Regions from separate parts of the Pan troglodytes genome. Here region 2 is linked to region 1. A link is a contact called in public Hi-C data. All regions are on one chromosome and are shown on one strand. Each heading gives the region's core, a stretch centred on a gene start, on an enhancer-like site or on the middle of the called end of the contact. The rest is flanking DNA. Distances are from core to core; before and after follow the strand shown.

Region 1 (6,703 bases), core at 2,523-5,022:
GAGGGGATGAACGGAGGCAAGGAAAACAAAGTAGACAATCAAAAGCAATGGCTACATTTCAAAGCGGCATCTACCAGAAATGACTAAGATTCATTTTATTTTACACTAACACAAAATGAATAACATCAGAAAATACCATAGTTTTATTTTAACATAGAAGAAAAATAAAGTGGATGCAGGAAAAAAGAGAAATTGAATAATCTGCTTCTACTTGTGACATGGCAAACGTTTTTAAAAATAACTTATTAGACTCAACAGCAAGTGAACTGCGTCGGCTCCTACTAATAACAGGTTCAAATCCTAGCAAAAGGTTAACACACAGACCTTGGAATGAATACACATGATCACAAAGCTCAATTTCTATTTCAGAATAGGGGGAAGGCCCTTGGAAATATCGCATGTTTTGCCTCAGCAAGCTCTGAATCTTCTCCCAGGTGTGGCAGAAGCAAAACAGTGAGCAAAAGGGCTTGGAAGTGCTGTGCAGAGCCAAGAGAAACACTGGAAACACTGACAGTTCATATTCTCTGACATGACTGTGAAATTTGCTATCTTCTAGCCCTTCCTCACCTCCACCCTCAAACCTCCTCAGCTTTAAGTTTCAATCCATGAAAGGAAGTTCTGAATGTTGGTTTCAACCTACTCCATTTTCATGTTCTCTTTAAAATTGCTGCCCACATTTTCCAAGAAAAAAAGTCAGAGGCAAATCTTCCCCCTAAGTTTTAACGCAAGAGCTTGTATCAAGAGGAAACGGTTGGGCAAAGAACTTCATTCTCCTGCAAGGTAAAATAATCAGTCCCCCCCCCCCCCCCCACTTTCTCCCCACCCCGATTCTCAGGAGACCCAGTGGTCAGGTCATGGGTGTCACAAATACGGTTACTTCTAGGTTAGATTTTGGTAGTGACAACATCTAGTAATCCACAAAGATAATGGCTTCCCCTTCCTTTCTACAGCACATTGTGCATTTTGGTAATCTTATTTTTGGCTTAAAAATTAACAGCTGGCAGGGCGCAGTGGCTCACGCCTGTAATCCCAGCACTTTGGGACACCGAGGCGGGCAGATCACGAAGTCAGGAGATCGAGACCATCCTGGCTAACACAGTGAAACCCCGTCTCTACTAAAAATACAAAAATTAGCAGGGCGTGGTGCCACGTGCCTGTAGTTCCAGCTATTCGGGAGGCTGAGGCAGAAGAATAGCTTGAACCTGGGAGGCCGAGGCTTCAATGAGCCGAGATCGCGCCACTGCACTCCAGCCTGGGTGACAGAGCAAGACTCCGTCTCAAAAAAAAAAAAAAAAAAAAAAATTAACAGCAACGACACATTTTTTTAAAAATACCAAGCACGCCATAATTCTTTTCCTTCTTTGGGTATTTTATGATCTCATTCATCACCTCACAAACATTTAAAAAAACACCTAAACTATTAAACACAACTTACCATACCATGCTGAGGTATGGTCAGAAAACTCAAGTCTGTTCCAAATCACAACTTTTTCTATTATTCTTCAACTGAAGTGACATATATGACCCTCTGTGGAAAAAGAAAAGGGGTGGGGTCCCCCTTTTCATGCACACTGAAAGTCCAGCTACAAACAACTATATTCGCAGGCTGGTTCCTTTTCCAGCTCTCTCAGAAGCTGCCCTCTGGTATCCTGAAGTGCACTCTGCAGCTCTGGGATCACCTTTATTCTGATGTGCTTTGTGCACATTCTCGGACGCTGCAATGCCCATACTAAGGCAACATAGCACAGAAATTGGCAGCAATGCTATCAGCAAGAATTTGGCTTCAGAATCAAGAGTGATTCATCATACATTCTAGCAGCAGAAAAACACACCGCTATTTTAATCCCTTGCTGGTATCAAGAATCAAAAAACAGTGAAATGTAATTAAGCAAAAGCAACAAAAAAACCTATCAGCTGTAATATTTGTCAAAAAATTATTCACTTTTACGAGTTTTCCGCAAGTCACTTAGAAAACAACGGGCTACTTACCTTATTTCATGATATTTATTACAATGACAAATCAAGTTTTAATACAAAATCAAAAGACAGGCAGTCCAAACTTCTGCAAAGTAACATACTGAAATTCTAAACTTGGGCAAACAAATTTCTCATTTACTTTACAGCAAATAAAATTCCTCCTAGTGTTTTAAAAGTAATCCACTTCTTTCTTCTTCTCTCTCCATTTCTTAGATGACTCCAATTTAAAGTCTAGGTGAGAGAAAGTACAGCATGGAAACCTAATACTGTGGGCGATTTATTCGGAACACTTTTCATTTTTCAGAGGTACCTTAACACTGAGATAATAAACACTGCTGATCTAAAATAATAATGGAACCCACTTAAGTCCGATTGCTGTATTTAATGAGCATGAAACAAATTTCATGGGCTACTCTCTCCTAATGAGACTATATAAATGATCATTAGCCTTATCGACCAATATTTCTGTAGAATTTCCCCATATATTAAATCTATGGTTTATTATAACAAAAACTTTTTAAATTAAACGCTACTCTATTGTCATGACCAGGTCCTCACGGGGCAGAAGCGGATTTACCAAGACCTGCACCGAGTACCGTCTCGGGAACCCCTACCTTTTCAAACACCTCTTCCTTCTCCCTGCGCTTCCGTTTTCGGGGTCTCCGGTTCACTCGAATCCATTTCGTGACCTGAGGTTCAAAAACCACAGCATTTCAAACAAGGCGACAGGGTCCTGACGGCCGTCCCCCAGCGCGAGAAAGCAGAGACCCCCGGCCTCGCGACCTGGTCTTCCCCGCACCTCGGGAGGCCACCCGCGCCCGCCCGCGGAACTCGCCGGGCGCCTCAGCGCAGGGGCCGCGACGTTCGTCACGGCCGCTCCCCGCGCCCGAGCCGGAGCCTGGCGGGTAGTCCCCGCGCCCGCGCGCCGCAGCGCAGAGCCAGGGCCTCTCGCCAGCCGCGGTCTCGCGTCGGCGCCACCGGGGCGCAGGGACCGCGCCGCCCGCACTCACCTCGGCGCGCACTTGCCGCGCGAGCCCGCACTCCGCCCCGGCGCGACGCTCCCTCTGCAGCGGCTGCGGGGGAAGAAGACACAGTCAAGTTTACCGCGGGAGCGGCCCCGGCCTCCCTGCCCCGCGCCCGCTAACTCGGCGTGCCCGCCCCGTACCTCGCCCGCGGCCGGGGAGGACGCAGCGGCGGCGCGGGAGCCCGCGCCCTGCGCCCGCCCGGGGTCCGCATCACCTCAGGCGCGGCGCGGGCGGCGGGCGCGGGGCCTGGGCGGCGGCGCGGGCGGGCGGGCACCGAGCGGGGGCGGGGCCTGCCTTAAAGGTATAGCGGCCGCGCCGCCTCCCGCAGGTCGCCCTCCCGCCCGCGCCGGCATTGTATTGTTCTCCCCACGAACGGCGTGCTCCCGCTCCCGGGCTCCGGCCGCCCCGCGCCCCCGCGCCCCCGCGCACCTTGCCCCCGCCACCCCTCCCCGGGCTCCGGCCGCCCCGCGCCCCCGCGCACCTTGCCCCCGCCACCCCTCCCCCGGCTCCGCGCCCTGCGAGCGGCTTCCCGGCAGCGAGAGGGGCCCGCGCCGCCCGCCGCAGGCTGGAGGGAGCGGTGGCGGGGAAGGAACCCCGCCCGTAGCCAGCCTAGCGCGCTCCTGGAGTCGGAAACCTGGTCCCGGTGGCTTTCGCGTAGGGAAAGTAACTTTCCTAGTGGAGTTTTCTCCGGGACCGGGTTCTACGCCGTCGAGTAGACGTTTCCCAGTGGCCCCTCGGGGCTCCGGGCAGCGGCAGGTGACCTCCCAGGGGGCGAGGCCAGGGCGCAGAGAAACCCAGCCCCGCGCTCCCGCGAGTGTGGACCCGCAGCCCTCAGACTGCCGTGGACCCCCAGAACCACTGGGTAGAATTTAAAAAGAAGGGGTCAATCTGTTTTCATAATTAGGGAGAAAGTTTACACTTACTTTATAAAAATGTGCGATACCCCAAGATTTTCCTCCACCCGCCAAAGGCCTTCTCATCCGCATCAGCAGTTGCTGGAACCCGCCTGCCGGTGAGGGCGGGCCGGGGCGGAGAGTCGGGTTGTCCTGTTGCTTGCTGGGTCTTGACCATCCCTTTAACTTTATCACATTTCTTTAAAGAAAATCTGTCTTGCCCTCTCTTTATTGCTACTCCATCCTTCTTTCAAGATCAAAAGGTTTAGATCAAAGCCAAGATCAAACTCACTACTTTAAATAGCAGCAACTTTGCCATGGAGTATTTTACACAGAGGAGCTTAATGGCGACATCAGGAATTTATCCCTTCATTCCATATTCATAACTGGACTACTTAAAATTACACGGATGATGTATGTCTATTTCCTAAAACAAACAACAAGTCTGCTCAAATGAGGGATTCTTACTGTTTCCAGGAATACAAAAAAGTTGAAATCTAGAGAGCAATATAAATAGACGTGTTAACCATTTTGTGTCATTATTATAATAGCTAAGTGCTACGAAATGTGTGCTCATTTGCTAGAGATTTTTCAATGTGTTATTATATCTTTTAGTATAGACTGTACAGCCATCATATACAATTTTTTACTGTAAAGGAAATATATATAAATAGTTAATGGTTTGGAAATCTTGCACATAGGCAGGTAAATAATTATAAATGGTGAAGTGGATTACTCTGAGCTGCTTAATTTTAAAGGGAAAGAGAACTTTAAACTCTTCAACCTTTTATGCTGCTAATAACAGTTCCACAATCAATAGAAATCTATCTTGGCAGGCACTTCCTTTTACCCACTAGAATTTTTTTCCTTGGGAGTTCACGATCCCCAGAAACTCTGATATGAGCCATTCAATATTGATGTACTAAAACAGTGCTCTGCTTAAATACAGTTTTTCAACATACAGTCTTGGAAGAAACAAAATCCAAAATAAATTCCAATAGTCCAGTAACAGGAATAAAGACAACTATTGCAAATTAAATCTTACAGACTTATATGAAAGCTGTTGTTAACAGCTAGGTACTAGTTATTTGAAAAGTTTTTTCCCTTTGCAGTTTTTAACTGGTTGCAGTCACACACGCACACACACATTCTTAATTCTATAAATCCCATTGAACCACTGGAAAGATCTTAGAAACTGAGACCTGGAAACCCTGTCTTGCTCTGCTACTGACACAGTCTCCTTTCTTCCTAGCACCCAGATCATGGATAACCTAACGGTTTCCGGCATGAGCTGAACAAAGGAAACAGCCTACTGTCACTCTGCTCTTCTAGGATTTTGCTAAGTAGGAAGCAAAAGCTGTGACCCATCCTAATTGCCTCTTGTCTCCTTGTTTGTCCTTTGTCCCCCAACTCTCCTCCCAATTGCCATCCCAGAATCCATCCTCCACAGAGAAGCCAGAATGGTACGTCCAAAGGTAATTCAAATGATACCACTTTGCTTCACTGAGAATGCTTTTCCATCTCTTCTTTGCATGGTAGCCCACTTATCCTCTAGTTCTGGGTTTAAGCAGCGCTTTTGCAGAAAGGTCTTTCCTTACTCCCCAGTCCAAATTATGTCACTCCACTATAATTTCTAATAACATTCTGTTTATTTCCTTTAGAATGATTCTTAGAGCAGTTTTAAGTTTATAGAAAAACTGAGCAGAAAGCAGAGTTCCCATATTTGTACCCACTCACCAGCTTCCCCATATTTAACATATTGCATTAGTATATTTATTATAACTGAGGAACCAATATTGATACATTATTATTCACTAAAGTCAAATTTACATTAGGGCTCACTCTGTGATGTTCAGTTATTATAGCTCTTTTAAAAATGTACTGAACGTCTCTCTCCCCAGCTGGATTTTATGCCCCAAGAAGAAGGAGATCCCGTATCTTTTGTTCTTGATTTTTGTTCAGTCCACCAGAAACATTGCCTGGCATATACTAGAAATTCAATAAATATGTTACATAGTGAATGGAAGGATTAAAGGAACAAATGAAGGACACCTAAAATTTCAAGGGGGAGAAGTCTTAAAATGAATATCTTTCTAATTACCTCCTGTTTGTTTCACCACTAAAATGCTTAATTTGTAAAAAGGCTAGAATTTTACATTTTTACAAAAGGGAGACCATGGGATATTAGTTATATTGCCAGGGTAACTTTATAAACAGGCTGTGCACGGTGGCTCACACCTGTAATCCCCGCACTTTGGGAGGCCAGGGTGGGAGGATCTCTTGAGCCTAAGAGTTCAACACCATCCTGGGCAACATAGCAAGACCCCTGTCTCTACAAAAAAAAAAAAAAAAAATCAGCCAGGCATGGTGGTGTTAGCCTGCGGTACCAGCTATCTGGGAGGGTGAGGTGGGAGGATCACTTGAGCCCGGGAGGCAGAGGCTACAGTGAGCCATGATGGCACCACTGCACTCCAGCCTGGGCAACAGAGTGAGATCCTGCCTCAAAAAAATATTAATAAGTAAATAACGATAAATTTTAAAAAATTGAAATGAGAAAGGTTCCTAATTCTGTCACATATGAATCACTAAAATTATATTCCAGCATGGTGCTACAAGCTGAATTTAATCTAGAATGAAAGATTTACATATTGCATGACACGGAAAAAATACTTTTCTATTGTGTTCAATCCAACCTGAGCACATTTCTCCTGTTGTCTACCTGAATCTCCCCTTCTTCACAGGCTGATGCCAATGAAGGTAGGGTGTAGACAAACTGGAAGACCGCTTTTTTAAAAACTGGAATTCTAT
Region 2 (6,703 bases), core at 1,118-3,617, 330 kb after region 1:
AAAAAAAAAAGGCAAAAAAGAAAAAACAATGTTAGGCTGGCACAGGGCACTACAGTGTCAACCTCAGAATCTGTAGCATGTAGAAGATGTAGGTGCGTTGGCAAAATCTGAATACAGTAAATCCTACCATATGCTCTGAGTGAGAACCAGGACCTGAAGACAATAAATCCTACCATATGCTCTGAGTGAGAACCAGGACTTGTGTAAAACGTAGGTTACGTTATCTTTAGGTCAACAGAGTGATGGGGATGAGCCTCTGGGCGAGCCAGGAGCTGGCCGCTGGTCCTCACACTTCCCCTTTGCATCATGTCCACATGGGGCTAGTGGGAGGGCATCACTGCGAGCTTCTCAGTCTCAGGGTGTCCGGGAGAGAAGCTAAGCAGGAGCACCAGCCTAGGAGGGGACACCCACCCTTCACTCCTCATGGGCTCCTCCACAGCCACATAGTCAGGAGGGGCCTTCTGCTTCTTCATTCAGAGAGTACCGCGACTTACAGAATCTCTTAGCCCCTTCCAGCGCTAACTTCTTTGGTTCTATAATTCTGTGTTCATTGATGTTGATTAACTCTTGATTGAATTATGTGGATTTTGATTGGCTTAAGATGTGAGTAAGGATTTGGGGCCTCCTCTCCAAATACCTGGGTTTTATAGTTTATAATGGTGACTATGTGTTTTGCTGGAACGATGTGAAACTTTCCTCACAGTTGTTCTGGAAGGTGTTAAGCAGGCTCACATAAATGCGTTTCACAAACTCATTTAAGTGTTTGGGAAGAGAAGGGCACTGCCAGCGTTTATCTATTCATTCAACACAATTGCTGCATGCCTGTCCTTTGCCAGCCACTGTTCTTGGGACATATTAAATTTTTACATGTGGGGGGTAGAGAGAAAGATGGACAGTAAGCAATAAATAAAACTATAGGGAAAATGGACCCAGGTAAAGGGCTGTAAGCCCAGCAGTGACCAAACACAACCTCTTCTTGTGACATTCTCAAGGGAGGTCCTGCGGTCTGTAAGCTTCTCTTTTGGTCTTTGAGGGAACCGTCGGGTCACATTGATCCGAGTGTCAATTCAGTAGCCACCAGGTTCTCATGGCAGTGAGTGGGGTATGTAGACACCATAAGGTGGAAAACACGCACTTGTGCAAGTTCCGCACCCACTGGAAATGGCGTGATCTCTAAGATGGTTACCTTTGGGTACATCTAGACACTGAACACACTCACACATACACAAACAGCATTTCCTAATTTTGTGAAATGCTATCCTTAATTTTGCATTAAAAAGTCACCTAGGGGCCGGATGTGGTGGCTCATGCCTGTAATCCCAGCACTTTGGGAGGCCAAGGCCAGCGGATCACAAGAACAGGAGTTCGAGTCGCCCAGCCTGGCCAACATGGTGAAACCCCGTCTCTACTGAAAATACAAAAATTATCCAGGCATGGTGGCGGGTGCCTGTAATCCCAGCTACTCCAGAGGCTGAGGCATGAGAATTGCTTGAAGCCAGGAGGCGGAGGTTGCAGTGAGCTGAGAGAGCACCACTGCACTCCAGCCTGGGTGACACAGCAAGACTCCATCTTGGGGGGAGGAAAAAAAAGTCACCTAGGAAGTTCCGAGACTTATAGTAAGGGCTTGAAAGCAACACATTCTCTTAGATTTGTTGTAGCCCAGTGGTTCTCAAAGTGTCCTCCATGGACCAGCAGCATCAGCATCACCTGGAAATTTGTTAGTGCTGCAAATTCTCTGGCCCCTCTTGAGACCTACTGAATCAGAAATGATGGGGTAGAGCCCAGCAATCCATGTTTTAATAAGCCATCCAGGTGATTCTGATCATGTTTAAGAATCCCTGCTAGATTATACAAAGGATATTTAATGATATAAATACTATCTTACAGTTTTAATAGTCATTTTCTCATTTGAGCTGTGTTAAACAGTGCAGAATCAGCAACAGATATTATGCCCATGAAAAAAAAAGAAAGAAAAAAACAGAGGGTTGAGTATCCCTGGATCCCACAGCTATTAAGCATTAAATAAATGATCCTGGTATTCTGTTTCATTGCTCCTTCTGAACTTTCTCCATTTAATTCTTTCTCAGCCCTTCCTTCTTTTATCCACAATACTGAGATGCCTGCCTTAAACCCTTCAGATAAGTAGGAGACAGAATATAGACATTAGAGTGGATACCTTGAAATATTGGTGACAAAAATCTCCAGTGTCTGAACTCTAACTTTCTTCAAATGAAGAGCTTAAAGTTGTAGTTCAATGTTTTTCTCTTTCACAAGACGAAAGGACCACGCAGAGCTGGAATACTCACTCCCAGCAGCCTCATCAGGGCAGCGGGTGGCCTGGCTACCAATTGCAGGATCATTTACCAAGGCCGCAGGCCCAGGGCCTTCTGGTTACACCAGGATCCACGGGCTGGGGCTCAGTGGTACTGTGTGGATAGTGTGGTTTTGTGATCCACACTGCCATCTTCTGGGGAGTCTCATCAGAGACTGTGGTTCCGTTTTTAGTGTCAAAGCTTTGAGTCAAAGATTGGGGTAGGGGCACTTCTCATTTCAACTGGACCTATTCTAACCAGCTGATGATGGTGTTGATGATGGTGATGGTGATGAGAAGGAGGAGGAGGATGGTGGCGGTGGTGATGAAAAACAGGATTCTGGAGTTTACAGTGGTTCTCACTCTTTTGAAAGCACATCCCATAAAGAGTACAGCTGATCAAACAACAAAAGAAGAAAATACATAAGAGAGCTGCTAATATTTTTAAAAGGTAGAAGTGGACAGAATGGCCTTCAGAGGCAAGTGAAGAAAACTGGAAAATATACACTCTACAGCGACTGGTTCTGGAACGTGGGACCATGAGCACTTAGTGAATTCTCTGTTTTCCAAAGTTTCTACACTAAGCACCTTGCAGGGGGCATTGTTTCAGATGGCAGGCTGCATGAGCTTTAACAAAGTACGAAACAACTGAGACAATAACTCCAGATTTCCAGCCTGGAAAACTCTGAAACAATACATTTTGGTTACTTTTAAGTCAGCCAGATTGTAAGAGAAATGTAGTATTTCACAGTGGGAGAAGCTACAAGCCTGTAATCTAGTTGTTGACAGGGCGTGTTCCGCCTTTCTCTTAGCTCCTGGTGTTACCAGCCTCCTCCTCACTCCAATCACTGCCCCCTCCATCATTAGGTGACATTCTTTTTGTGTGTCTGTCTCTTCTCCTCTTCTAAGGACACCAGGCATATCAGATTAGGGGCCCTCCCTCCTCCAGTATAACCTCATTTTACTTACATTTGTGATGATCCTATTTCCAAATAAGGTCACATTCTGAGGTTCTGGGAAGCACATGGATTTTAGGGGAACACTCTCCAGTACATGGGCTTCGGGTTCTGATCATGGTTTAGCTACTAATTAGCTGTTCAATCTTGAGGCAGCTATTGGCTCTAGGCATCCATTTTCTCATCTGTTAATGTAAAGGAGTTAGCATGTGCCTGGCACAGAGTATACTCAGCAGAAGACAGCTAGTATTTTTGCTTTCACTATCAGAAAAAAAGTTTTCATAAATTTAAAGAGAGAGAAAAAAAGATCATACAGTCCCTGGACCAAAACAGACCATTTAAATAAAGAGAGCTTTGGAAAGCATGATTTCTACCTAACTTTCTTTTTTCCCCGTCACATTACATTTAGCATGTAGTACAAAAATCTAATTTAGCTCAGGAGACACTGGGTTGTAGTTACCAATTGTTTCTGATGAGGTAGATAACATTTGGGTCCATTTCATTCTCCAGGGGAGGCTCAGAAGAGACACACAGCTCTGCCACCTTTTCTACCTGCCTCTCCCTACACTGCGCAAGCTTGTGTTTCCAGAACCAGGTTCATTCTGACTTGATCCCAGGTGTGTCCAAGGCCTTTTGTGTTAGCAGAAGGGAGTGTACAATCCAGCCTCCTCATCAACCTGATTGAACTTCTCTTCATTAACTTTGAGTATTGTGGATTTAGAGATATGTTATTTGAGAAGGCTGTGATATTAACATATTAGAAACCATGAATATTTGGGAATGAATTACTTTTCCAATAAATTAGAGCCCTAAGAGGGCAGGACTTTTCGAAGAGAAAAAGGAAGTTCAAGAAAGTTCCAGAGCCTGACTTGCGGCAGGGCACATTTTCACCTGGGAGAGGTGGTAATGGGGTAACTGAGATCTTCTGAACAGTAACCAACTTGCCACCTGACAAAAAAAGTCCTGAAGGCAACAACTGCGGTATTTCCATGTGCACAGTGTTCCAGGCGCTCGCCTAAAAATGTCCATGTGACTTTGTGTATACATGTGTTTACAGAATGTGTAAATAAATAGGAGCAGAATATGAAACATATGCGTCTGCATTTATAAACTCCGCATCCACTTATGCTAATGAAATTATTTCCATCTGACAACAAACAGTCATTATCTGTGGAGGTGCTATGAATTAGAGGGATTACTGGGATTTTTGTCCTCGCACTTGGAGAAACGGAGTCACGAATGTTTTTACCATAAAAGGCAAGAAACTTGGCTTATGTCAGCACTGAAAACTTTATTGCTTAAGGAGCATATAAGTTGGAAATAAAGTTACCGTCTGAAATTTCTTCAGGACAGAGGAACTTTTAAACTCAAATTCATTTCCATTGCCTGTTGCAATTGACATCTCATGTTTTCATGTATCCATTTTTAGCAAAGTTTTCCAAGCCTACCAGTAAATTGGTGTGCATAAAAATCTCTGCAGAACTTGTTTAAAATGTGTATTTCTGAGCTCCACCTCCAAAGAGTCCAAGGAAGTGAGCCTCAGTGAATGCCAGGAACTGCCCCTCTCAGTCTTAAAACTTGAGAAAGTTACAATTGTCTTATCTGAGTTTCTTTCTCAGGAAACCAATCATCAGACCTCCCAGATAAGCATCAAGGAACGGAAACTCACCAGATTGCAGCATCTGGAAAATGCTGCAGACCCCTCACAGGTCATGACTGCCTAACCCACCACCAGCTTCTTGTGGACCAACTCCTCTTCCTTACCCCTGCCTCATTTCTGTTTTCCCATGCAGGGTCACATTCTTCGCTGCTACATCCACTTTTAATTTGAGTCCGCCAGGGAGATGGATTTGAGGCTGAGCTCCCATCTCTTTAGCTGCAGCACCTGATTTAAGCCTTCTTCCCTGGCAATACTTACTGTCTCAGTGATTGGCTTTCTGTGCAGTGAGCAGCAGGACCTAGACTGAAGCCTTGGTGTTTCAGTCCCAGTGTCTTGCCACAACACACTGAACAGAGAACTACAATCATGTGGATTACATGTGATTTTCATTTTCTTAAATACTGAATCAAGGTTGGGAGCATGCTGTTGTCCTTAGGTGTTCTCAGAGGATAACCCGGGGTAGGGTTGACATTCAGATGCATCTTCTCTTACTTTTGTGGCACTGCCCCCTCGCGCTGCACATGGAGCACAGACCCCATCCACATCCATTGGTGGCTGCACTGCCAAGGCACATCACATCTCCTGGTTATTTAATCACACATACACACACACACACACACACACACTCACTCACCCAAGGCATGGGGTCCTGTTGGTAGTCAGCAACAACAAAACCATTCATACTTCTCCCTCATACATGCACCACGGGCAGAAGCAATGGCCTGTTGTCCTCACGTTTCCTCCTGGTGTTTCTCAATGCGTCATTCCAAGTGAAGGTGTTTGAGAGCTGCATGCCTCCTCCGTCTCTTCCTGTGCTGCAGTGATCTTGGCAGATACTCATTCTACATGGCACAGCTACAGTATGGAAGGGGTCACCCAACTGCATCAGACTTTATAAAGGCACGGTTTCAGGGTTTATTTGTTGCTCCATGTCGCCTGGCCTAACTTGACTTATACATATGCCAAAAGTTGATTCATACTTTGGACAGGGGCATTTTTATCCAGCTATAAAATATCTGCTCATACGCATATGATAGTAATGGCTTTTCCACATCTTAAGCCATTGAGTTTTATGTGCTATCCATAGAGATGTTTTAAAAAGAAATTTTGTGAATAAACTTTTCTACTTTTTCTCCTGGCATAACATTTGTAAATTTGGGATGATTTTATAAGATTCTTGGCAGCAAAGTAAACTACCTGTTTTTAGTATAAGAAGTGGGAGTTTGAATGATGTCTCTATGGATTTGGCAACAAAATTGCATACTGCAAAGCATTATTTTGTGCTTATCCTAAAACCTAAATTGTTCTACTGGAGAGCTCAGAGTTTTCTTGTACAGAAATAAAGCAGAAGTTTGAAAAGGTGTTTTTTTTTTTTTTTTTTTTTTTTTTAGACAGAGTATCACTCTGTCACCTAGGCTGGAGTGCAGTGGCGCACTCTCGGCTCACTGTAACCTCTGCTGCATGGGTTCAAGCTATTCTCCTGCCTCAGCCTCCCGAGTAGCTGGGATTACAGGCAACTGCCACCACGCCTGGTTAATTTTTGTATTTTTAGTGGAGACGGGGTTTCACCATCTTGGCCAGGCTGGTCTTGAACACCTGACCTCGTGATCTACCTGCCTCAGCCTCTCAAGGTGTTGGGATTACAGGCATGAGCCACCATGCCCGGCCGTTTGAAAAGTTGTATAGAAGACAGTACGCTAGGGACTGCATCGAACTTGATTTTCCTTTTTCTGTGTCGTATGTGAAATAATTGTTTGTTTCACCCACTCAGACTCC

The links. A called contact is a pair of places that touch in the nucleus more often than the background predicts.
Region 2: a contact with region 1 is called in a Hi-C map of stem cell-derived neural progenitor cells, with 6 times the contacts expected there. The contact joins two enhancer-like sites. A contact is called at or near these places in 1 of 7 Hi-C or Micro-C datasets (stem cell-derived neural progenitor cells) and 1 of 1 datasets of contacts at active chromatin or transcription factors (stem cell-derived excitatory neurons).

Annotation. Positions count from the first base shown.
Region 1 is chr11:43,496,184-43,502,886 of NHGRI_mPanTro3-v2.0_pri, forward strand. It overlaps AOPEP (aminopeptidase O (putative)), which reads right to left. Exons shown (of 16, transcript XM_016961205.3): 12 at 2,988-3,050; 13 at 2,592-2,666. Among named protein-coding and RNA genes, the nearest start is that of MIR23B, 81 kb to the left of the region's middle. Within about 2 kb of position 3,773, at least 16 of the 24 cell types and tissues checked have an H3K27ac peak or open chromatin away from gene starts, as enhancers often do. A contact at or near this core is called in stem cell-derived neural progenitor cells, where this site is marked.
Region 2 is chr11:43,827,789-43,834,491 of NHGRI_mPanTro3-v2.0_pri, forward strand. No RefSeq gene overlaps it. Among named protein-coding and RNA genes, the nearest start is that of FBP1, 42 kb to the right of the region's middle. Within about 2 kb of position 2,368, at least 7 of the 24 cell types and tissues checked have an H3K27ac peak or open chromatin away from gene starts, as enhancers often do. A contact at or near this core is called in stem cell-derived neural progenitor cells, where this site is marked.